Regions from separate parts of the Mus musculus genome. Here all the other regions are linked to region 7. The links are chromatin contacts, called in public HiChIP or PLAC-seq and promoter capture Hi-C maps. All regions are on one chromosome and are shown on one strand. The core of a region is the stretch at or near the end of the contact, and the rest is flanking DNA. Distances in the headings are between cores, read along the strand shown. Region 1 overlaps Gak (cyclin G associated kinase). Region 2 holds the start of Hfm1 (HFM1, ATP-dependent DNA helicase homolog). Region 3 holds the start of Tgfbr3 (transforming growth factor, beta receptor III). Region 4 holds the start of Cplx1 (complexin 1). Region 5 holds the start of Fgfrl1 (fibroblast growth factor receptor-like 1). Region 6 holds the start of Cdc7 (cell division cycle 7 (S. cerevisiae)). Region 7 holds the start of Rpl5 (ribosomal protein L5).

Region 1 (2,874 bases), core at 297-2,796, 700 kb after region 7:
GTCGCCTGGCACTGTCCACATCAGCCTAGTGCAGCTCCATCACTTAAAACTGTACTTAAGTGGGGAAAATGGCTCAAATCATAAAAGAAGAGTTCAAGGCCACTTACCCGGTTGTGAAACTTGGAAGCCCGGTATATCCTTGGAGAAAGGTTGTAGACAGCATAATGTCCTGGATGCTTAGCATCCAGAAACATTCGCACATCCTCTATATTGTTTTTGATTGCAGACTCCACACCTTCTGCTGGGAATGACATCACTGAAACAAAGCAGGCCAAAGTTAGACACTAGGGGATTGCCCTCTTGGGCTGGGCTCACCTCCCAGCCAGGTAGCTGGCCAAACATAGGCTCTTCTCATCCTCTTAAAGTCTCCCATCCTATGTAGTGGGATGTATATAAACTACAGTATGAGAAACATTACAAAGTTAACTACAGATGTCTGGGAGAGCTTTCCCAGTTACCTGATATACACCATGGTCTTTAGGAACACCAGCTTTTCTCATTATAGTTTGCCTAGACTATCTCGTTTTAAATGTATATGGTCCTACCATTACTCTCTCTGTATCCTCAGAGTTCCAGTCATGCCAGAAGCTGACACTGGCCTTGTCTTTTTCACTGACCAGGAAATATGCTCAATATATGTAACCTACCCTCCACTCTTGGGGTAATTCTCCAGGTCAAACCTCAGATGGATCCATGGCTATCAAAGAAGCTAAAGAGGCACCTTGCACCTTGGCTACTTCCACTGATCCTTTGTCTACATCCCCTACAGATGTCTATCATCCAATTAGACATACCTGCAATCCTGGATGTGATGTAAGATATGTCCAGATCACCCTTTGCATAGCTGGAATAGAAAGAACACTCAATTGGAATGGAATTGAATGGAATGGAACACTTAGCTATAAAAACTTTAAGAAGAGCCTATGTCCTAGAATACTGAGGCAACCTTGCTTACAGGTTGTATCCTCTAAGTAGTGTGCATGTGCATGTCTTGTGTAAGACTGCTGTGTAAGCTGACAACCAATGAAAAGTGGAATAAAAGCAGAAGAGAGCAGCCCATGGAAAAGCTCCGGCCATCTTTTGCTTTCTGAAGTGTTCTCCAAGGCAAAAACATTGAGGGCTGATCCTGACCAAATAGTAACTGAAGCAGAACAGTAAGTAGCATCAACCATTGGTCCCACTGCTCCAGGGGACTGGATAGGAACATAAGAGAGCACACCCTGTGCCCTATGAAGATCCGAAAGGAGACAGAAGACACTGCTGGAGGGGAAAAAAAAAAGACATCCCAAATGACCAAGATATATTACTGCTCATGGCCACCAAAAAGTCTTAGAAACCAATCCCCTAAGTTGGTTTACACAACTGAAAAAAATATAGATCAAAATCTAACTAATTTTGCAAGAACTTGGCAAACTTATTCAACAATTCCTCTCAAAAAACCAGTTATGCCAGAACAGCCACGTTTCCTTGGAAAGGAGGGAGGTGGGGGTGGGGGGTGAACATTGTTGCCTAAGTATTTTGAGTACTACACTATAGCTGGGCAGTGAGGTCAGACAGGAAAGTCAGAGACAGAGCTGAGGTAGGCACACTTGGCATCAGCAGAGTCACCATGGGGCCATTACAGAGAGCCAGGTGGAAAAAAGAACAGACATACACTATACATTCACTGAAGTAAAATCTGATTAAGGCAATCTTAACACCTTAAAATGTCATTTGAACCTATTTAAGTCAGGTTCACTTCGGTTACACAGGACTCCCTGAGACATAAACCAGGACGTACTAAAATGCAGCTTTATCTGGTGCTAACATTTCTGTGGCGAAAGGCAGTTAAACAGACAAGCCACAGATCAGAACTAACTAGTTCTAATCTATTTCTTCACAAAAACAATTAATAACCCAGTAGTATCCAAGATACCAGATATCAGTGATATTTGTCTTTAACTCTGAAGGTAGAGACAGATTTCAGACCAAGGCCAGCCTTGTCTACATAGTGACTTTCCAATCAATCAGGGCCATAAAGGTAAAGAGTGCAGGCTGCAAATATGCAGCAAATGGTGGCATGAAAAGAACCTAGCTGTCCCTCAAGGAAGACAAGTGTGCCCAGCATCAGGTCAGGTATAGGAAAGCAAACCTAAGACACTTGGTACACAATGGGTACTGAGTATCACTTAGGGCTCTACACAGTATACTTTAACCTCTAACCCACTTAAGAAAAATCCAGGGACCCTGACAGTTCATCTCTGGGCACAGGTTCAAGGGTATACAAATTAGAGTTGTACTCAGCACAGACAAGAGTAGCCCAGACCGTGGCTTCTAGGACATGAAGCAGCTTCAGGCAACCAAGACAACCTGAAGCGATCAGTTCTGCCACCTGTCACCAAACTTGGGCACCTTCATTGATATAGTCAAACAATGATGTGTTTGCTGCTACATGTAAGTCCATTTAATAAACATAGGAGTTTATGGAACTCTTATCAGCCATGTCTACTCTGTAATCCACAGGCTATATGCAGCCTCAAAGATAGTTATGCATAAAGCTCGACACAAAAATCATAAACTTACTTAAAACATCACGAGTTGCTTCAGTTTTAAAGTTTATTATAGACTAATAGTTGTAAGAAAGAGGGCCATGCCATTTGAGTTAGGCATGGAGGTCAGGAACATGGCAGACAAGCAGGCATATGGTGGGAAGTGAAGCCTTTGAGAAAGTGAAAAAAGCCCAAAGTACTACAGAAAGCTTTGGAAAACATCTGAAAGTAGGAAAGAAGGAAAAGTTATGCCTAAGTCTATATTCAGAAAGATGGGCAGACCCAAGAGAACCAAAGGGTGACACTGGAGTAACTGCCTCACTAGACCTTTTGCAATGTGGACTAA
Region 2 (2,817 bases), core at 220-2,719, 970 kb before region 7:
TACGTGTTGTCCAAGAAGTTGTAAAATGTTTCCTGTCTAGATTCAGAACTATATTTTAATCAACAAAAGGTTAATAAAGTAAAAGGCATCAAACCATGTTTCTAGAGCTCTGCTACCTCAGAATGTAAATGATTTTAATACTAACATGTCTGATCTAATTTTTCATTCTAAAAGAAAGTGAAACAAATTAAAACTAATTTTAAATGTTACCCTGTACAAAAAGACCTCCCATGCACACAGTAGCAAGAACATTTTTCTGGTTTTAGTATAATAGTCGGTATAACTTTAGTTCAGAATAAAAACATCACATATATATTTTAATTCTGATGTACTCCAATGGGGGGAAAACTCTTTATCCAAAATTGTGCATCTCTCCATCTTGTATTCTTAGCTTTTTAAAAAACACTCACCTGTAATTGTTACTGTGTGTTTAGTTTATCTTTCTCCCTAGAAAGCAAAAAAGGGATGTTTGTTTCTTCTTCTTAATGTGCTTCAATAACCTGGAACAGTTCCTGGCATAGAGAAGATAACCCATAAAAATTCATTTTGGAATGAGTGCACTAGCAATCAATTTATAAAATAATTCTAAATAAAGCAATTTTAGTCAACTGATTTCCCTCAGTTAAGTTTGAATTTTTTATTTTTCTAGCTGGACTCTAAAAGATGGTGAATTTGGAATTTTCATGATGTAAATAAATACTTTTAAAAAACCATCCCTAAAATAAACGTTACATTTTGATGTAAGGTGATAACTTTTTAATTAAAGTTTTAAGTTTAGATATTCTAAATTTGTCTCAAAGTTCTTATTTCAGAGCCTCGCATAGTGGTACAAGCTTATAGTTCAGCCCTGGAAAGGTGGAGGCAGGAGGATCAATTTAAGGCCAGTCTCAGCCAAGGTCAGCTTGGGCTACATACACACACACACACACACACACACACACACACACACACACACACACAAAACAGGTCTCACCGTGTAATACAGAAATATAGTGCAAAATTCTGTAAGTGATATCGCCCCAAGTATTTTTAGAGTCCACACTGCGACCTGTTTTGTATGGCTTGTGGCTTGTAGAAGTAACACACACCTTTCTGTATTTCTGACAACCTTAGTATCTTATTCTCTATGATCTTTTACTTGTTGTATAAAAGTACTGGACAGCGGTTTCCTTATAATTTTTGCAACTGAAAACATACTTAAAGGCGAGTGGCTCCCAACAGCAACCCCAACAGTTGGGAGGTGGAAGATGAAGCTAGGCAGGGATAGCCTAGGCTACAGAGTGGGGACCTGTCTCAAACAAACTAGTACTTATGTCAGAAGCGCAGACGTCCACGCATAACAACCAACCCGTCAGAAATCATCCGCCGGTGCAGAGACCCAGGCCCAGCGACCACGCACCACAACTGAGCGCGAGGGGAGGACAGCGGACTAGAGAACAGACCGGCCCGGCGCGCTCCGGGCGGGAGGCTGAGGCGACGCGCATGCGCGCCTTCCCCGCCGCACCTCCGACCCCCGCACCGCACGGTGCGCCTCAGGCCTCAGGCCGCGCTCCCTGACGGGAATGTGTGGGAGACGCCCGCTCGCTCGCTCGCTCGCCCGCTGAGGGCGCCCGGCTGCCCGGCCCGGTGGTCCATACCCCACGCATCCCCTCCCCATCCCTCGCACTTCCCTCCCCGTCACGCGCCTCCTTCCCCACCTCCTCCCTCCCCGCACGCGCTTCCCTACCCACCCACCCTACCTCCCTCCTCTCCCCGGCCCCGCCACTGCTCGCTCACCGAGCCCCCCACGCGCCCACGCGAGGCGCGCGCGTCCCGCCCAGGCCACAGCCACCTGCCGGGGGGAGGGGGGCTGAGTCGAGCGCCGATTTACCGACCCTTCGAACGCCCCCCAAGCCCGGCTTAGTCAAACGCCTAAGAATGGATCGGCAACCCCCAGTCCCCTTCCCAGCCCAACTGTTTCCTTCAGAGATGTGTGGTTGGTTTTGATGGGCGCACCGCTAATCATTAAATAAATATCTTACCTTGGGGGTCCTCTACTGCCAGGCATTAGCTAGGCCGCAGCCCTGGAACCTCCATTTTCTTCCTACCTAAGTGTCTAATTTAAAATGGCACCCATTAGGTCACTGTTGAGCTACAAGACTGAGTTTAAACATTCTATCCAGAGAGGTCAGGAAATACATCTGATGTAAATATTTGATACCAAATATCAATTATTTATTTCCAGAGCGTGCCTATGCCTGGCCCCCAGCTCTTCTTTCTACACTCTATTTCCCTTAAGCAGACATTGACATTGTGTTTCGTTGTTTAACAGTACGATTAGAAAAAGTGTATGTTTAAAAACTTCAAGCAGATCTCTGCTGTATTTGAAGCATCTATTGTTAATTAGCGTGTATATATTTAAAAAAACACATACAAAGTGCTTTTTTTTTTCTATTGACTTAACGCGCAAGTGGCAGCTTTGCCCACCATACAAGTCATCTGCGCAGATCGCATAAAACACAGCAGCCTCTGAGCAATTCTGAGGCTTGTTAATGTTTTATTTCCCACAAGTGAGCACCCAAGCCACGATAGGCTCTGAATTTTCCCTTCCACAGAGCTTGCTGGGCACACCACAGGTCCTGGCTTCTTGGCCTCTGAGAGAACTAAGCTCTGCTGCTGGGAAGTCTCGCTCCTACACGTGCTCACCTCTGTACTCAGAGCAGAGGCAGAGCTGAATAACCCCTTCAAACCACAAAACTAATGTTTAGGTCTCACTTATAAACAGCTCCCTTCTGGCAAATTTTACATCCTAATTTCTAGGTTCTGAAATAGAGTAAA
Region 3 (2,880 bases), core at 222-2,721, 610 kb before region 7:
GTCCACTAAAATCACTTTGAACCAGAGTTGACGTAGTCTTTAAGCCCTGACAGGAACTAGCTGGAGTTGCTGGAGATACTGACATACAGGGAGGGATCAATATATTCCCGTTTTAGTACCCCAAAAGGACCTGCTGAGCTCTCCCTAAAATTACCCGCTACAATCTAAAGGGCCATTCCCTGGATATTAAAGGATCCCGATATGGGTTTTTTTGCGTGTTGGTACCCTCCCAAACCGCTCACTTCTTCGAAGAAAGAAGAAATTTTAAATTGGCTGGTTCTTTATCTCAGTCTGACACTCACGGGATGCCTATCCTCGCGGCTCTCCTGTCACAGCAGGGCGCAGCACGAGGCGCTAACACCTGTGCTGCGCTCCGCACGGTCCCAGTCAGAAACATCTGTGCACTCCTCCAAACCGCACAGCCACCTTGGGGGACCGTGTCCTCCCAGTTCACGGTTAGCGAGTAGGGCAACTGTTTGCACCAACACCTAAGCCGTGATACTTGCGGCTTGTCACTCCAGCTGTCTGCACTCCTATCCGGTGCGGGAAGGTGGGACAAATGCCCCAATAAGCCCAACTCTACAAGCGGATTCCTCTAGCAACATCCAAGAGTTTCAAGTTTGTCCCAACCAAGTTCACAAATCGTAGGGAGCCTCTACCATCAGCGGGAGCGCCACAAGGTTAACCCGGGAGCGTCCTTCACAGCGTTTTCGGGACTGACTCCCCGAGCCAGGGCGCGGCCAGCGGGGACCCAGGACTGGCGTTGGCGCGCGAGTCCCGCGGCCGCGGCCTCTGCTACCCATCATGGTCGAGTGCCCACCCACGCTGTCACGCGCCAGGAGCGCAGTGGCCTGCAGCCCCGCACGGGACTAGGAAACCGTGGAGAGGAAGAGCGAAAGCGGGTGTGGGGAACTCCTCCCCGGCGCTGCCCACCCGGGACCGCAGCGGATCCCGGTTCCGCTCAGCGTCAACCCTGCGGGACCAAAGCCAGGTCCCAGCCTCGGGGTCCTGGATGGCCAGAGCAACCCCGCAAAGCAGGCACCGACCCGCACTACGCAGCGTGCACAGCCTCTGATAGGGCGCCAAACCGCACGTACCTCGCAAGCGGTGTGTCCAGGACCGGTCGTCCAACGCGAGGTGGGGGAGTAGCCCAGACGAGTCCCCGCGCCCAGCGCGCGCAGGCGGCCGCGAGCTCAGCAGCCGCAGTTCAACTGCGCCATCCGGACCCCGCCGGGGACTTTCACCTCCTGCCGGGAGCTCGCGGAATCGCGCAGCGAAAGTGGCCTGGAAGGACAGCAGCCCGCTTCTCCCTCTCCACCTCTCTCTCTCTCTCACTGCCAGGGAGGAGGAAAGTGGCGCTCGGCGTCCCCGAAAGCCTGGATCACCCCCATCAGGCCCGTGCGGCGCCCTAACTCGGCCGCGCACACGCGCGGGCGGGGTCGGGCGCGCAGCCACAGCAATCAGCGAAAGGGGGGAAGGGCACCGCGGGCCTCGGGGGCTCGGCCGCCTAGAAACTCCTCCTCCTGCCCCTCCTCTCCTCCTCCTCCACTGCTGATGGATGAGCCTAGAGAGCTTGCTCCAGCCTGTGCTTCCCTTCGGGCAGAGAAGGCTGGAGCTGTAAGGATAGAAAGGAAGTCGGGTGTGTGTGTGTGTGGGGGGGGGGGGGGGGGGTTCGGCCCGAGATGGGATGACAGCTGGGCATCCCCGGCCTGGAAGAAGTGTGGAGTACCCGGGATGTGGCGCGCACTGCGAAGACTCGCTGCCTTTCCCTAGATCCTTCAAACTACCAGGGCCTTAGGAGAAGATAGTTTTATTGGATTCCTGGTTGTTGATATAAAAATTCCTTTAAAAAAAATCTCAGAGAAACCCATTCCCACATCGAAGCCCCATGCACACATTCATTCTGCCCCAGTTTGGTTTTTCTCCAGTTTCGGTTATCTAAAGATATGCTCTTGTGGTGTGGTCAGGGTCTCTTACTTTCTACAGCCTAGCTCAAAGTGCCTTCTCCAGCTGCTGAATTAAAGTGCCTTCTCCAGCTGCTGAATTCCATTCCTACGGTTTCCCCGCGGCCCTCTGAACACAGGATAGGCGAGCACACAGGGTCCTGCCTGCATGAATGTGCTTTGCAAGAGTTGAATGCAGCTACTTCAGTCACCAACACAAATCTGGCACTGTTTACGCTTCACTTTCTATTAAAAGGTGAATTGCCCATTGGGGCTATAGCTCGGTAGTAATGTATTTGCCCAGCATACACAGAGCCCTGAGTTTGAGCCCCAGCACCACATACAACCAAGTACGGCAGAAGAATCACAAGTTCAGAACCAGCCTTGGCCAGAGTAGAGGTCAGAAGACAACTTTCTCCCTTTCCTCAAGTAGGGCCCAAGAATCCATCTTTGGTGCATTTCTTCAGGGTTGGCAGCAAGCACCTTTATCCATGGAATTCTGTCACCAGTTACTTCACGGGAAACTCTACAGGTGCCACAACAGATGGAGTGACTGAAGTGTCTGGTTCAAAGACAAGTTTCCAGTCTTGACAGCTGCTGGATCGTCAGGGAACCTTTGCACAAATGAGTAGCCCAGCTAGACTTTTGTAATTTTAAGTTTTTAAAGCCTATTTTTAATGATGTTTCTTAAACACTTTAACCTCCCTTCTTGCCCACCACCCTCCAGAGAAGTAGGAAAAACCAAAGGATATGGGGAAGTAGACCTGTTTAGAAAGGTTCTTTGGAGCAACTCCCATCTGTGTTGTCTGGAAATCTGTAGTTCAGTTCACAGGTTTGAAGAGACAGTTGGATCCACTCGCAAACACTTCACAGATATATGAAGTTCAGTAGAGTCAGGATAGTCAACACAAATCAACAGCGGTGGCACTACGTAGCA
Region 4 (2,700 bases), core at 77-2,576, 650 kb after region 7:
TAGGGTGAGAGGCTTTGTTCCCACACCCAGACCAGGATGGCAGGGTTCAGAGCCCAGCCAAACCAACAGTTATCTTGCTTCTTCTGGGGTTTCTGAAGGAAGCTTTTAGATGCCACTGCAGCTCACAACCTGGGGCCACCAGTTACTGGAGACTGGCGCCAGCCTCCTCAAGCGGGGGTGGAGCCCAGGGGGCATTTGAAGGTCAATGCTCCGCTGTAGCACCCAGGTTCTGGCTGCTCAGCCTCCTTGGCAGTTTTGGAGCTGTGGGGCAGGGGTCCCTCTGGGGAAGAATTGGAGAGACAAGTCCATGAATGTCCCTCAGGAAAGGTCCTTATGACTTCTGACTAGTCTCAACTATATCTGTCTCTAGAGAGACTCTGGAGGCCCACAGCAGAACTGGCCCTGGATGGAGTCCCCGTCTTCCAGTGGGAGGGGAAACAGATGACCCACTCCTGCTTCTGCATGGGGTAGGGCAACCCAAGTCAGAATGCCCAGCGTGGACTAAAGTGCCAGCAGCATTTAGAAAGGTGCTTTCTGTAATGCCAACAGCTGCAAAGACATCCCTCTTTGTAGAGTCTTTCCTATCAGGGAACCTGGTCCTGAGGGATCCAGTGTTTCACAGGTTTCTCTCTGCGGAATGAGACCCGAAGGGGTGCCAGGCAGGAAGAGTGTCCGAGAAGCTAGGGGTTCAGGGATGCCTTTGCAGCAAAGCCAATTGCCTTCTAAACTTCTCTCTGTTTCCGGGAATCGGGGGATGGGGGCTCCGCAGGGCCAGCTGTAGAGAGGCTAGGACGCTGCGGAGATTCCGCAAAGACCAAGGCATCCCGTTCTCTCGCGGCCGCCGCACCCTTTGCTTTGCTGGGCGAGGTGCCCGACCGGAGCACGGCCTCAGGCCGGAGCGCGCCAGGGAAAGAAGAAAGAAAGAAAGAAAGAAAAAAGATGCCTATGGGAAAGGGAATCAAGGGCCGTTTCAGCACCTCACGATGGACAGCGCCTTTCAGGCTGAGCAACCTTGGGTCTGAAAGACAAGGAACCAAGAGTAGGGGAACCTAGGATATGGGTAGGAGACCCACGGCTAGAAAGCGGGGATCCAGAAAGGGAAGCCCAGGAGTCGGGAAGAAAACTGGGCTGGGAAGGGGAAAGGAGGGAGCCGGTTAAGGTCGGACTGGCTGCTAGGGCGCCGGTTACCTTCCAAGGTGGACGATCAACAGCAGCGCGCTCTCAGGCCGGCGGGGTCCATGTGGCGCTCTGTGCTGCTGCGGCGGCTGAAGGACACCGCGAGGAGGGCGCGTCACTCAGAGGCGCCCCCGCCCGCGTCCCGCATGACGAGGAGGGCGGGGCTCGGCGGAGGTAGGGGGGGCAGCCGCGCCCCCGGTTCCCAGATCCTGGCCTGGCGCGCGCGACAGCTGCATTAGGGGCCCCTCTTTGGCCTGGGCCACTCTCTCCACACCGGCTTGGAGACCCTCCTGAAGTCCTACTGAAGCGCCCTCCTGAAACGCTGGGAGAATGCAGGGATGGGGTCACCATCCCTAATCTACCAACCACGTTTGCTCCTGACCGGGTTTCTTTGCTCTTTGCTGGCAGGGCGGGAGAAGGCGAGCACAGCCCGAGACCCCCGATCGAGCAAGATAGGCCCACACATCCAGGCTTCTCCGGTGTGCAGAGCCGCCAAATGTGGCTTTGGTGGGATAGAAACCCCAGTCAGTCAGGGACGCCTGAAGGTCACTGCGGACATGGATGGGCGGGGGCTCCTGGGAGACAGCCACAGCCCCGCCTCTAGGCCGCCCCTTCCCCTGGCACCGGGATTTCAACTCTGCGGCAGCTGCACTGCAGAGCCCAGTGGCCACAAGGTTGGCCTGGTATCCCTGCAGTTATCCTGGGGGGCTTCTGTGAGGCAATCGTCTTCGCAGAAGTCAGAGCATGTGGGGACACCTAAGCTGTTTTTTATTCTGGCTAGCCAGGTGGTAATTCCTGACCCGCAGAGTCTAGTGCTGATGGCCATTGCTTTAACTGTTAATGTTCCTCCTGGCTGAGTCATTCTTAAGGATTAGGTTGTTCTTGACCTTCACCCAATTCAGTGAAACTTCTTGCCTCATGAGTATTCCCCCTTCACCAACATTCCAAAGCTGCCCCAGGGTGCTTGGTGGCTTGAATTCGAGGGCTAGGGGTGGGGAGTAAGGGAGGGTCCATTCCAGACTTGCTTTTATCAGTTTTTGTTCCTTTGACCTAGCAGATTCAAAGTAGAAGAGACCAGGAACGGAGCTGGAGTGGAGACAAGAAGAGAAAGTGTTAAGCCCCACACCTTCTGCCCTGACTTCAGCCTGGGGCCCTGGAGTTAAGGATACTGTCTGATCCCACTGGTGAAGTGCCTGCACTGCACACAGGCATATGCCTAGGAGGAGAGGATCATTTAGGAAGTTGGGCATGACTCACATCAGACACAGAAGAGTTAAGTCTCCCAGTGCCCTTCCTACTGGCACTGTCCATCTCAGTTCACCCACCACACTCATGGTAAGGTTGGTTGATGCCCAGAGCCTTGTTCAGGCCCAGGACTGATGTCCTGTGGAATGGGGTCACCTGCACACAGATGTGCCCAGTCTGGCTCATTCTGTGTTTTCGGAGTCTATAGTAGCTAGCAAAAGCAAGGGCCACAGCAAGACAGACTCATTACTTCTCACCTGCTTTTCTTCTCCCCGCCAC
Region 5 (2,700 bases), core at 121-2,620, 790 kb after region 7:
CTTTTTCTGCCCATTGGGCTCATTTGCTTTTAACCTCCCCACACTACAGAGCCACCTCCACACACAACTGCTCTTGGTTGGCAGCAACACAATGTTGTTGCACTACATGCTTCGGTGGCATCTCCTCACAAAACTTTCTGTGGAGCCAGGACCTACTCAGACTAGTCAGGACCCACTCTGTCTGTTTTAAATGCTTTCTGTGACCCCAGTACTAGCCCAAATTCTCTGGTAGCCCAGAGAAAGTTCCATGGGCTGCTTCTGAGACACAGCGTTGCAGTTGAGATGGGTACTTGGACCTTCATGCAGAGGAGACAAGGTTCACCTCCATTTGCCCACACTAGCCCAGAAACAGAATTTGGGGCTAGGAACACTAGGCTATTCCTCGGTTTCATTTTTCTCTGACAGGCTTCCGGAAAGAGGGGGTGCTTCTTAGCTTAGAGAAGAAAAGTTGTTTGGATCAGGGTCCTTGAAAGCGGAGCTTAGGAGTGGTCTCTTGGGAGGCACTACCGGGGCGTCAAAAATTATGGGATTTATGTTGAGAAAACTGGCAAGACTCATGTTTTGATGAATTTTGGCTCTGGTGAGTGAGGGTAGGCAGGAAGCTGTCTGGAGAGATCGCGGGGGATGGATCAGGATGCTGCTGAAGGGAGCTAGTGAGGTTTGGGAAACTCACCAGTCTTTCTGTTTGATGGGTGCAGGGGTACAGCAAGACACTTGCTAAGTAGCAAAGACAAAAGGGTGTGTTGATTACTATCACAAAGCAGGTGAGGTGCAGAGAAGTATCCAGGTGGGCTGTAGGACCCTCTCAGCCTTCCTAAGGTCCTAGGTACAACTAGATGCTCAAGTCAGGGCTTCGTTGGACTCCAGCACTGGAGATCTGCGCCATCTCCCCCCCCCCCCCCGCACCTTACCCCCCCACCCCCACCCCCCCACCCCCCGCCCTCAAACCAGAGCAGCACAGCGGCCTCTCTACTCACAAAAGCTCGAAGGTTCCGTTCAGCTCCCTTCCTCCTGTTTAAAGCCGGGAGTAGAGACAGTGCAGTAACGGCCAGCTCTGGGGGCCAGGGGCCTAGCTGGTGCAGATACCGAGTGGGCTCCGCGGCCATCAGCTGGTCTTCAGGCTAGCGGGACCGCGCGTTCCCAGAGCCCAGGGGCGGGGGCGCGGCGAGGCAGGGCCGACTGGGCGCGCTCCGGGGAGCCGCCAGCCTGAAGGGCAGAAGCACTGCGAGGGTTAAGCAGCGAGCCTGGCGGGCACGTGTGCGGATTGGAGCAAAGTTTCGGGGAGGGGCGGGGAACGGGGCGGACTGGGGCTCGCAGATTGGCCGGAAGTTGTGCGGGGCGGAGCTCAGGGCTGCTCCGCGCTCGCTCCGGGAGAGTTGACAAAGCCCCGCAGGGAAGGACGCCTCGCGGCGCGGCGCCCCGGGCCCCTCGCCCCGCCGCCCCTCTTCCCCGCCCTCGCCAAGCCTCGCCGTTTATCCGCGCGGACAGCGCGCCCCGCGCCCCAGCCCGGCCCCAGCCGCCAGCGCCCAGGTAGCGCCGCCCCGCCCAGGCCGGGCCCGGGGGCGCGGGGGGCGGGATGCGGCGCCCGGGGCAGCGATGACCGCGTCGCGCTGCTCAGGGGCCCGGCTCTGACCCCGTTGCCTGCTGCGCGCCCCCGCGCTGATCCCTGTCGAGGTGAGCCGGGCTGTACGTCCGCGACCCCCGGAGGGAGGGCTGGAATGGGTTAGAGTGCGGGGCGCGAAGGGCAGGGCCGCGATCACTGTGCGGGGCGGGAGCCGGGCTCGCGCCGTAGCTGCTCCTGTGGGGCCCGCGGCCCTGCCCCGCGCCCCGCCCCCCCTTGAGCCCCACGTGGGCCCCCCAGCGCAAATTTGTCCGCTAATGGCGCAGGCGATTATCTGCGGGGCCGCTCGGTGTTGTGTGTCCCGCGGGCAGGGCCCGAGTTACAAGCGCCAGGAATCCAGACGGTGTTTGGAAAGGGGGCGGCGGGGGCGGCTGGTAATTAGTGTAAACCCTTTGTCTGCCTTTGATACGCTCAGCGTCTACGCGCCTCGCTTCCTTTGCCTGGAGCTCGGCGCCGAGGGGGGCCGGACCCTGGCTCTGCGGCCGCGACCTGGGTCTTGCGGGCCTGAGCCCTGAGTGGCGTCCAGTCCAGCTCCCAGTGACCGCGCCCCTGCTTCAGGTCCGACCGGCGAGATGACGCGGAGCCCCGCGCTGCTGCTGCTGCTATTGGGGGCCCTCCCGTCGGCTGAGGCGGCGCGAGGTGAGTCCTGGCGCCCAGTCTGGCGCTTTGGCCTCTGCAGCGCCGCCCCTTTCCCACCAGCCCTGAACTCTGCCACACAGTGCCCGCCTGGCACACTCCTCCCCTCCCTGTCTGCTCCATCGCAGCAGATCCTCCCCCCAACCCCCATCCTTAACCTGAAGTACTGTCGGTTTTACATGCCTCTACCTCACTCTTGGGGTTACCTAGTCACAATCAGATACCCCCAGCTCACCCTCTTTGGCTGACACCTCATGTAAAGGGCCCCAGAATCATTTGACTGTTGGCCTTGCCTAGGTCCTTTCCAGGACAGCCTCATAATCTTGCATAAACACACTTTCAGGTGCATATCTAGATGGAGAGCAGGTGGTTGTCACCCCTCCCCCAGATTCTTGGGGAGTGGACTCTTTGTGGGAGCAGAAAACCTAATTGGGTCCCTGGGA
Region 6 (2,862 bases), core at 141-2,640, 940 kb before region 7:
GTCATTGGTGTTGGAACCACTCCTTTGGAAGCAAACTGAAGGTCAGAAGCTCTCTAGGAATTCCCTGGGACACCAGCAGCAGATTGGAACTACTGAGACATCCAGCAAAGATACCAGATTCTTTGCCTTTCCATTGTTGGACAACCTGGACCACAGCATGCATGCCACTCTGATAAATAGCACATACACATATATACACATTCACATAAATACATACATTCACACATCTGCATACTCATTCTGTCAATTCTGTTCCTTAAAGAACCCTGACTAATAAAATCAGCATAGAGTTTTGTCATATTTTCTCCATCTGTGCCTTGTGGAAGATTATGAGGTAAATGTATTTTTCATGGGCAAAAGGTAAATTGGGGCTTTCTTGTAAAAAAAAGAACTATCAGAAAACACTACTTATAATTCTTCACTATTAATGCTAAAGTAAAAAAAATATTTGTGGTCTTTCACTGTGTTAACTAATCTAATGAATGGTAATAATACTAACTCCTTAGAAATTCTTTTACTATGTATGTATTTACACACATACACACACCTGTATACCATGTAAACAGATTGTAGCATGAAAATCACAGTTATGATATTCCAGGAGCTAGTAAAAATTATTGATTGAATAAACATGCCTATAGCTGGACACTCTCTCTGGTCTGGGCTAGGCTGCTCTAGTGGAGGTGGACTGTCGTCTAAGAATGTCAGAGCTGGGGTTGTCAAGTTCTGGCTATGGCATGACTCTCGATAGTGGGGTTACCTGAACAAGAGGGGCCAAAATTCCAGCATTGATGGGGTAGGGAATTTCCTGGCCCAGTCCCTTACTGAGGCCCTGGCAGAGCGTAGTTGCCAGGCCAGGAGGGATCATTCTTTTTGGAGATGCAACCGGTGTTAAGAGTCCGATGCATAATCCAGTGGATCACTCCACACCCACGCAATATAGACTTAGTGGGTTACTAAAAGACGCGAAATTGGGATAGCTTTTTGACTGCCTTATTCACCACCGTTATTCGCTCAGTCCCTAAAAACTGGTTTATATCACAACTAAATAAATGATCAACATACATTGCAGCTGGTCTCTACTATAAGATCCTCAAGAACCAGTGGTTAAACTTTTTGTTTTTCGTTGAGAAAAGTAAAACCGGACTCAACCAAGTGCCTTTTACCCGAGAAGTGTCCAGCGTGTTGAGACCACAGTGTGAGGCCGAGAGAGAACGCTAAGGACCGGGCGACGGGACGAGGAATCCCGGGCGCCTTTTTAGTCCTGGGGCTCGCTAACTCAGCAAAGGACCACCGAGCCCTCTCTGCTGCACTCTTCCTTTCCGACCGCCCCGCCTTGAAAAACCACGCCTCTTGCGCAGGCGCCGAGGGCTTCGGAATGCGCATGAGCAATTCAAAGCAGCGCGGGAAGAATCGCGCATGCGCGCCTGGCGGCCCGGCTCAGTGGGACGCTCCTGAGGGAAGCGACCGCGGACGTCCTAACTTCTGTGAACCGTGAGTTTCTGACAGTTTTCCCCCCTGCCGTGGACGGTGAGGGACCGGGGACGAGTTCTTGATCGTGACTTAGGTCGTGTCGCCCTGCGGGCATCCCGCGGCGGGAAGAGGTGCGCCTGCGCACTGAGCTTCCCGTTGGCACTGGCGGACAGTCCGCCCTACGCACTCGCCCAGGGCGGCCCATTCATTCATTTATCCTTCTGTTGGCACCCTGCTGCCCTCGGTCGGCTCCAGTCGAGTGGAGTGTCACGCCCTGGCGAGCGACTTCCTCCCGGGCAAACCGCAGTCCTTCCCCGCAGCCTCCCGGGGATCCCTAGCCGGCTGCAGCCCGCTCCACCTGTCCCCCGCGGGAGTGCTCGCCGCAGGCCAGTGGCAGCGACGCCGCTCCGGCTGGGATTTGGACATATGGTGCGGGTTTTAGTGCTACCTCCTGAAGGGCAGGTGGTTTGGTGCGTGCCTGCTTGGGTGAGCTACTTCGCCCTTCTCACCGTGTTGTGATTTTCACAGCTGCTGCTCTCGCCTGTGCACATGACCCCGTAGCCCGCTCTTTGCATCCCAGTCGTGCGTAGTGGAAGCCTCTTTGGGGACTCAGATGGAGGAGCCAATGGCGTTTTCTTCCCTTCGTGGCAGTGACAGGTGTCCGGCTGATGACTCTTTAAAAAAATATGAGCAGAGTGTTAAACTTTCAGGTATGTGCTCAATGCCACGGTCACACGGTTCTGAAGTCGCACGGGCAGCCAGTCTGCATCTTCTAATTCGAGGAAAGGGGAAAAAAGAAATGTAATTAAATTACACTCCCAGAAATAAACAGAAAAACCACACACACACCTGACTAGTAAACTGAGTTGTATGTTTAAATTTCACATGTCAACATAATATCATGAAGTCTAGATTTAGGATTGGATCGCGTTTTAAGAGGTGTGGAATCCAGTTTTCATTTTAGAGGACGTCGGTTGGGTCCAAATATTAGTGGCTTTTTAGGAAAGCATGTTTGTTGACACCTGACTTTTTTCTTCCACACCCACTGTAGCCTTACTGTGTAAAGTTTGGTTTTAGGAATTGGTGGGGAAGGGATTAAGGATTCATAAACAAAATTCACAGGCAGAAACAAGTGGAATGTTTGTAACGGATACTTTTTTCTTCGTAAAGTGGAATGTAGCTCAGCCGCAGACTCTAGTTTTAGAAGGTGGCTGAAAAGTCCCATATTGTGTACTTTCAGCAGGACATAGAGGTAAACGTCTGTAAACCCAAGGGGAGGTGGAGATCAGGAGTTCAACCCTGCCTCAGCCCCACCCCAAGAAACACTGTGCACAGTGCCCATGTGGTAGTGTTCACTTAACATACATGTTTGTAAACAAAATTCCAGTT
Region 7 (2,902 bases), core at 317-2,816:
CATAAGGGTTCCGGGGGTCTGACGTCAGTACATCAGGTTTGTATAGCAATCACTTTTACCTGCTGAGCTATCCATAAAAATACAAATATTTTTAAGGAGTCCCACTGCCCCTCCAAAATCTGAGCACCAGTGTCATAAAATGCTATTGCTAAAAATAATTGGGTACACAGAATTTGGGGAAGCAACTTTGTTTTGTTTTTTCTTTTCTTTCTTTCTTTTCTTTTCTTTTTTTTTTTTTTTTTTTTTGTTTCGTTTTGTTTTTTGAGACAGAGTTTCTCTGTGTAGCCCTGGCTGTCCTGGAACTCACTCTGTAGACCAGGCTAGCCTTAAACTCAGAAATCCACCTGCCTCTGCCTCCCGAGCGCTGGGATTAAAGGCGTGCGCCACCACGCCCGGCTAGGGAAGCAATTTTCAAATTGCATTCTCATTGACTTTGGTTTTCCGAGACAGGATTTCTCTGTGTAGCCCTGGCTGACCTGGAACTCACTTTGTAGACCAGGCTGGCATCAAACTCAAATCTGCCTGCCTCTGCCTCCCAGGTCGTGCACCACCACTGCCCGGCTCTCAGACTTTTTTTAGACTTTCTAAAGCTCTCAGCCTTATAACTGTTCTTTCACGTGTTTAAATAATTGTTTGTATGCATTTCTTTTCCTTCAGGCAGCCCAGGCTGGCTTCCAATTCACTAGGTAGCCTAGGCTAGCCTTGCACTTTCTGATTCTTTTTCCTCTCCCTTCTAAGTACTGAGGCTGCAATTCTTAGCTGCACACCCAGTCCTAAAAAGAAACTTCTTGAGGAAGGGGACTAAGAGTGATGGAGGAGGCGGCGCTCATAATGTCAGGAATTCTGGGGACAATGGAAGCATAAAGGCAACAGGAGAGTGCAGTGGGTTTTGTTTTGTTTTCACCATGTAACAGGTAACTAAGAATTGACTGGAGGTCAGCACTCTGAGAAGTGCTGGAGAATGAAAAGTATGCTTGAAGCAGATGTCAAGATGCTATGCAAAGGCAGAAGAGTCTCTTCTAACTCAAACTTGAGGCTCTGAGGCTGAGCTTCCCGGCGGCCCTGTGTGCTGGGAATTCCGAAATATATATTCCAGAAGTGAGTCAAGTCATGGAGAAGGCAAGATTTCAGCATAGGCAAATTCATGTATTTAACTTAATTTTTACCCCCTCCTGCTTAGAAAAATAATTATATAAGTGTGGTGTGTGTGCGTGCATGCCGAGCGTGTTTTTAAAAATGTCCTCCTGCCCGGTAGTGGTGGCACACGCCTTTAATCCCAGCACTTGGGAGGCAGAGGCAGGCTGATTTCTGAGTTCGAGACCAGCCTGGTCTACAGAGTGAGTTCCAGGACAGCCAGGGTCACACAGAGAAACCCTATCTCGAAAAACCACCCCCCCCCCAAAAAAAAAAAAAAAAAAGTCCTCGCAAAAAGCCTCTATTTCCCTTTCTCATCGCCCATCCTCCATGCTCGTTGAGAGGAGGAAGATGACATTCATCCTCCTACCGGCAGGGGGCGATAGCCCGCGCATCTTGAGGCCTACAGCCACTCTTTCTCACGTCGCTTGCGTGCTGGTGGTGCTACATACTGCGCATGCGTACGTGACTCCGGTCTTTTTCCCCCTTAGCGCGGCCGACTCTGCAGGTCTGCGTGGAGCCGCGGTTGCGGGTCTCTATTCCGCAGGATGGTGAGTGGGCATCTGGGTCTCAGGCCCGTGCGTGCACCGGGGTGCCCCCTCCTCTCGCGGATGCCCGCTCGGGGTCGGCTCGTGCGACCCGGGGGGCAGATGGCATTCGATTCCCGGCTCTGCGCCCGCCGTTCCAGCGTGGCCTAATGGCTGCCGGGTGCCAGCCGGGGGAGGGGCCGCGGCGGAGGGTGCTCGGGACGAGGCTTCCGAGTCCGGCTGCCAGCCGCAGTTGTCTCCGGGGTCGTCAGGAGGCCGTGCCACGGAAGCCCGAATCCCTCGGCCTCGCACAGAGCCCTGAAGCCGGGAGTGTCTGTCAGTGGAGGCCGTGGCGCTGCTGCGTCCCGGAAGGGATGTGGCGGCCCCTGGCTCTTCCTGGCCAGAGTCTGGCCCTGTTTTCAGAGATTTGCTGAGATCGGACTTGAGAGGTGGGGTGCAGCTCTTCATTTGCGAGGAGTAATTGTAGATCGTACTCTGCCATTTGAGCCCGGTTTAGGCAGGGAGGAAGTGAGCGCCGAGTGGTTGAACTTTCTCGGTGAGGTGTGCAGTTGTCGGCACAGATTGGCTCCGGTGTAGGTGATACATCCCGGCGGTTTGGCGTAGGGATCGATCAGTGGTACAGGAATTGAAAGATTGTTTAAAGGCAGTACGAAAATGTCTTTGTACCTGCAAGTTGTAGTAAGGAGCCTGCAGTTGTGGATGGAGCGACTTGGGTCGGTGCCCTATTCCGCCCAGCCATCTTTACGTGTTTTCTGAGGCTTAGTTAGGTGTGTTTGGCGAAGAGAACCAGTGCAACAGCAGTTCTCCATCTGGTTCTTAACCCATCTGTCAGATATTTGTATTAACGATGAATAACTACAAGATTAAATTAACGAAGCAGCAACGAGATTTATGGTTTGGGGAAGGGTCACCACAGCATGAGGAACTAACCTTATTAAAGGTTGAGCACTGCACAACAGCGATTCTTGTTTCCGGTCAGCTTAGAAACATGCTATAGAAGTTGACACTTGTAATAATTTGCTTTTGAAACTTGGGCATGATTTTGTTACATAGTTAAATAAAAAAATACAGACCAAAACCCAGGTGGTTCTTGCCTATTAATTCGGCGCTCAGAAACTACCAAATGCTAGGTCATGTTGGGCTACATAGTTGGCCTGTATCAAAAGAAAAAAGTCATGGGACGAAACAATTAGCAAAGCCCTGATAATTTTTTTTTTCCT

Evidence for each region. Promoter capture Hi-C pulls out the DNA fragments that hold promoters and counts their contacts. HiChIP or PLAC-seq counts read pairs in DNA pulled down with a chosen protein or histone mark. Capture Hi-C pulls out chosen DNA fragments and counts their contacts.
Region 1: a contact with region 7 is called in a promoter capture Hi-C map of pre-B cells, with 2.0 times the contacts expected there. The contact joins the enhancer-like site here to the promoter of Rpl5 in region 7. A contact is called at or near these places in 13 of 39 promoter capture datasets (the 3T3-L1 cell line, 3T3-L1-derived adipocytes, the C10 cell line and 8 more) and 3 of 9 other capture datasets (adipose tissue, liver and pancreatic islet).
Region 2: a contact with region 7 is called in an H3K4me3 HiChIP or PLAC-seq map of pro-B cells, with 6 times the contacts expected there. The contact joins the promoter of Hfm1 here to the promoter of Rpl5 in region 7. A contact is called at or near these places in 4 of 39 promoter capture datasets (the HPC-7 cell line, cranial neural crest, hippocampal neurons and 1 more) and 1 of 115 datasets of contacts at active chromatin or transcription factors (pro-B cells).
Region 3: a contact with region 7 is called in a promoter capture Hi-C map of adipose tissue. The contact joins the promoter of Tgfbr3 here to the promoter of Rpl5 in region 7. A contact is called at or near these places in 2 of 39 promoter capture datasets (liver and pre-B cells), 1 of 115 datasets of contacts at active chromatin or transcription factors (pro-B cells) and 1 of 9 other capture datasets (adipose tissue).
Region 4: an H3K27ac HiChIP or PLAC-seq map of large pre-B cells shows a contact between it and region 7, with 2.9 times the contacts expected there. The contact joins the promoter of Cplx1 here to the promoter of Rpl5 in region 7. A contact is called at or near these places in 4 of 39 promoter capture datasets (cranial neural crest, embryonic stem cells and liver), 1 of 115 datasets of contacts at active chromatin or transcription factors (large pre-B cells) and 1 of 9 other capture datasets (liver).
Region 5: a contact with region 7 is called in a promoter capture Hi-C map of liver. The contact joins the promoter of Fgfrl1 here to the promoter of Rpl5 in region 7. A contact is called at or near these places in 1 of 39 promoter capture datasets (cranial neural crest) and 1 of 9 other capture datasets (liver).
Region 6: a contact with region 7 is called in an H3K4me3 HiChIP or PLAC-seq map of craniofacial prominence, with 5 times the contacts expected there. The contact joins the promoter of Cdc7 here to the promoter of Rpl5 in region 7. A contact is called at or near these places in 7 of 39 promoter capture datasets (the 3T3-L1 cell line, 3T3-L1-derived adipocytes, the HPC-7 cell line and 4 more) and 3 of 115 datasets of contacts at active chromatin or transcription factors (craniofacial prominence, embryonic stem cells and large pre-B cells).

What each region holds. Positions count from the first base shown.
Region 1 is chr5:108,598,660-108,601,533 of GRCm38.p6, forward strand. It overlaps Gak (cyclin G associated kinase), which reads right to left. Exons shown (of 28, transcript NM_153569.2): 12 at 795-844; 13 at 108-256. Among named protein-coding and RNA genes, the nearest start is that of Gak, 30 kb to the right of the region's middle. Within about 2 kb of position 1,547, at least 6 of the 459 cell types and tissues checked have an H3K27ac peak or open chromatin away from gene starts, as enhancers often do.
Region 2 is chr5:106,924,421-106,927,237 of GRCm38.p6, forward strand. Hfm1 (HFM1, ATP-dependent DNA helicase homolog) reads right to left here and starts at 1,470. Exons shown (of 40, transcript NM_177873.3): 1 at 1,349-1,470; 2 at 411-512.
Region 3 is chr5:107,288,158-107,291,037 of GRCm38.p6, forward strand. It overlaps Tgfbr3 (transforming growth factor, beta receptor III), which reads right to left and starts at 1,472. Exons shown (of 17, transcript NM_011578.4): 1 at 1,098-1,472.
Region 4 is chr5:108,548,701-108,551,400 of GRCm38.p6, forward strand. Cplx1 (complexin 1) reads right to left here and starts at 1,327. Exons shown (of 4, transcript NM_007756.3): 1 at 1,189-1,327.
Region 5 is chr5:108,692,859-108,695,558 of GRCm38.p6, forward strand. Fgfrl1 (fibroblast growth factor receptor-like 1) reads left to right here and starts at 1,371. Exons shown (of 7, transcript NM_054071.2): 1 at 1,371-1,674; 2 at 2,037-2,260. The coding sequence starts at 2,194. Gm42151 (predicted gene, 42151) reads right to left here and starts at 1,208. Exons shown (of 2, transcript NR_168910.1): 1 at 978-1,208.
Region 6 is chr5:106,962,932-106,965,793 of GRCm38.p6, forward strand. Cdc7 (cell division cycle 7 (S. cerevisiae)) reads left to right here and starts at 1,391. Exons shown (of 12, transcript NM_009863.3): 1 at 1,391-1,494; 2 at 2,002-2,183. The coding sequence starts at 2,087.
Region 7 is chr5:107,898,962-107,901,863 of GRCm38.p6, forward strand. Rpl5 (ribosomal protein L5) reads left to right here and starts at 1,567. Exons shown (of 8, transcript NM_016980.2): 1 at 1,567-1,685. The coding sequence starts at 1,683.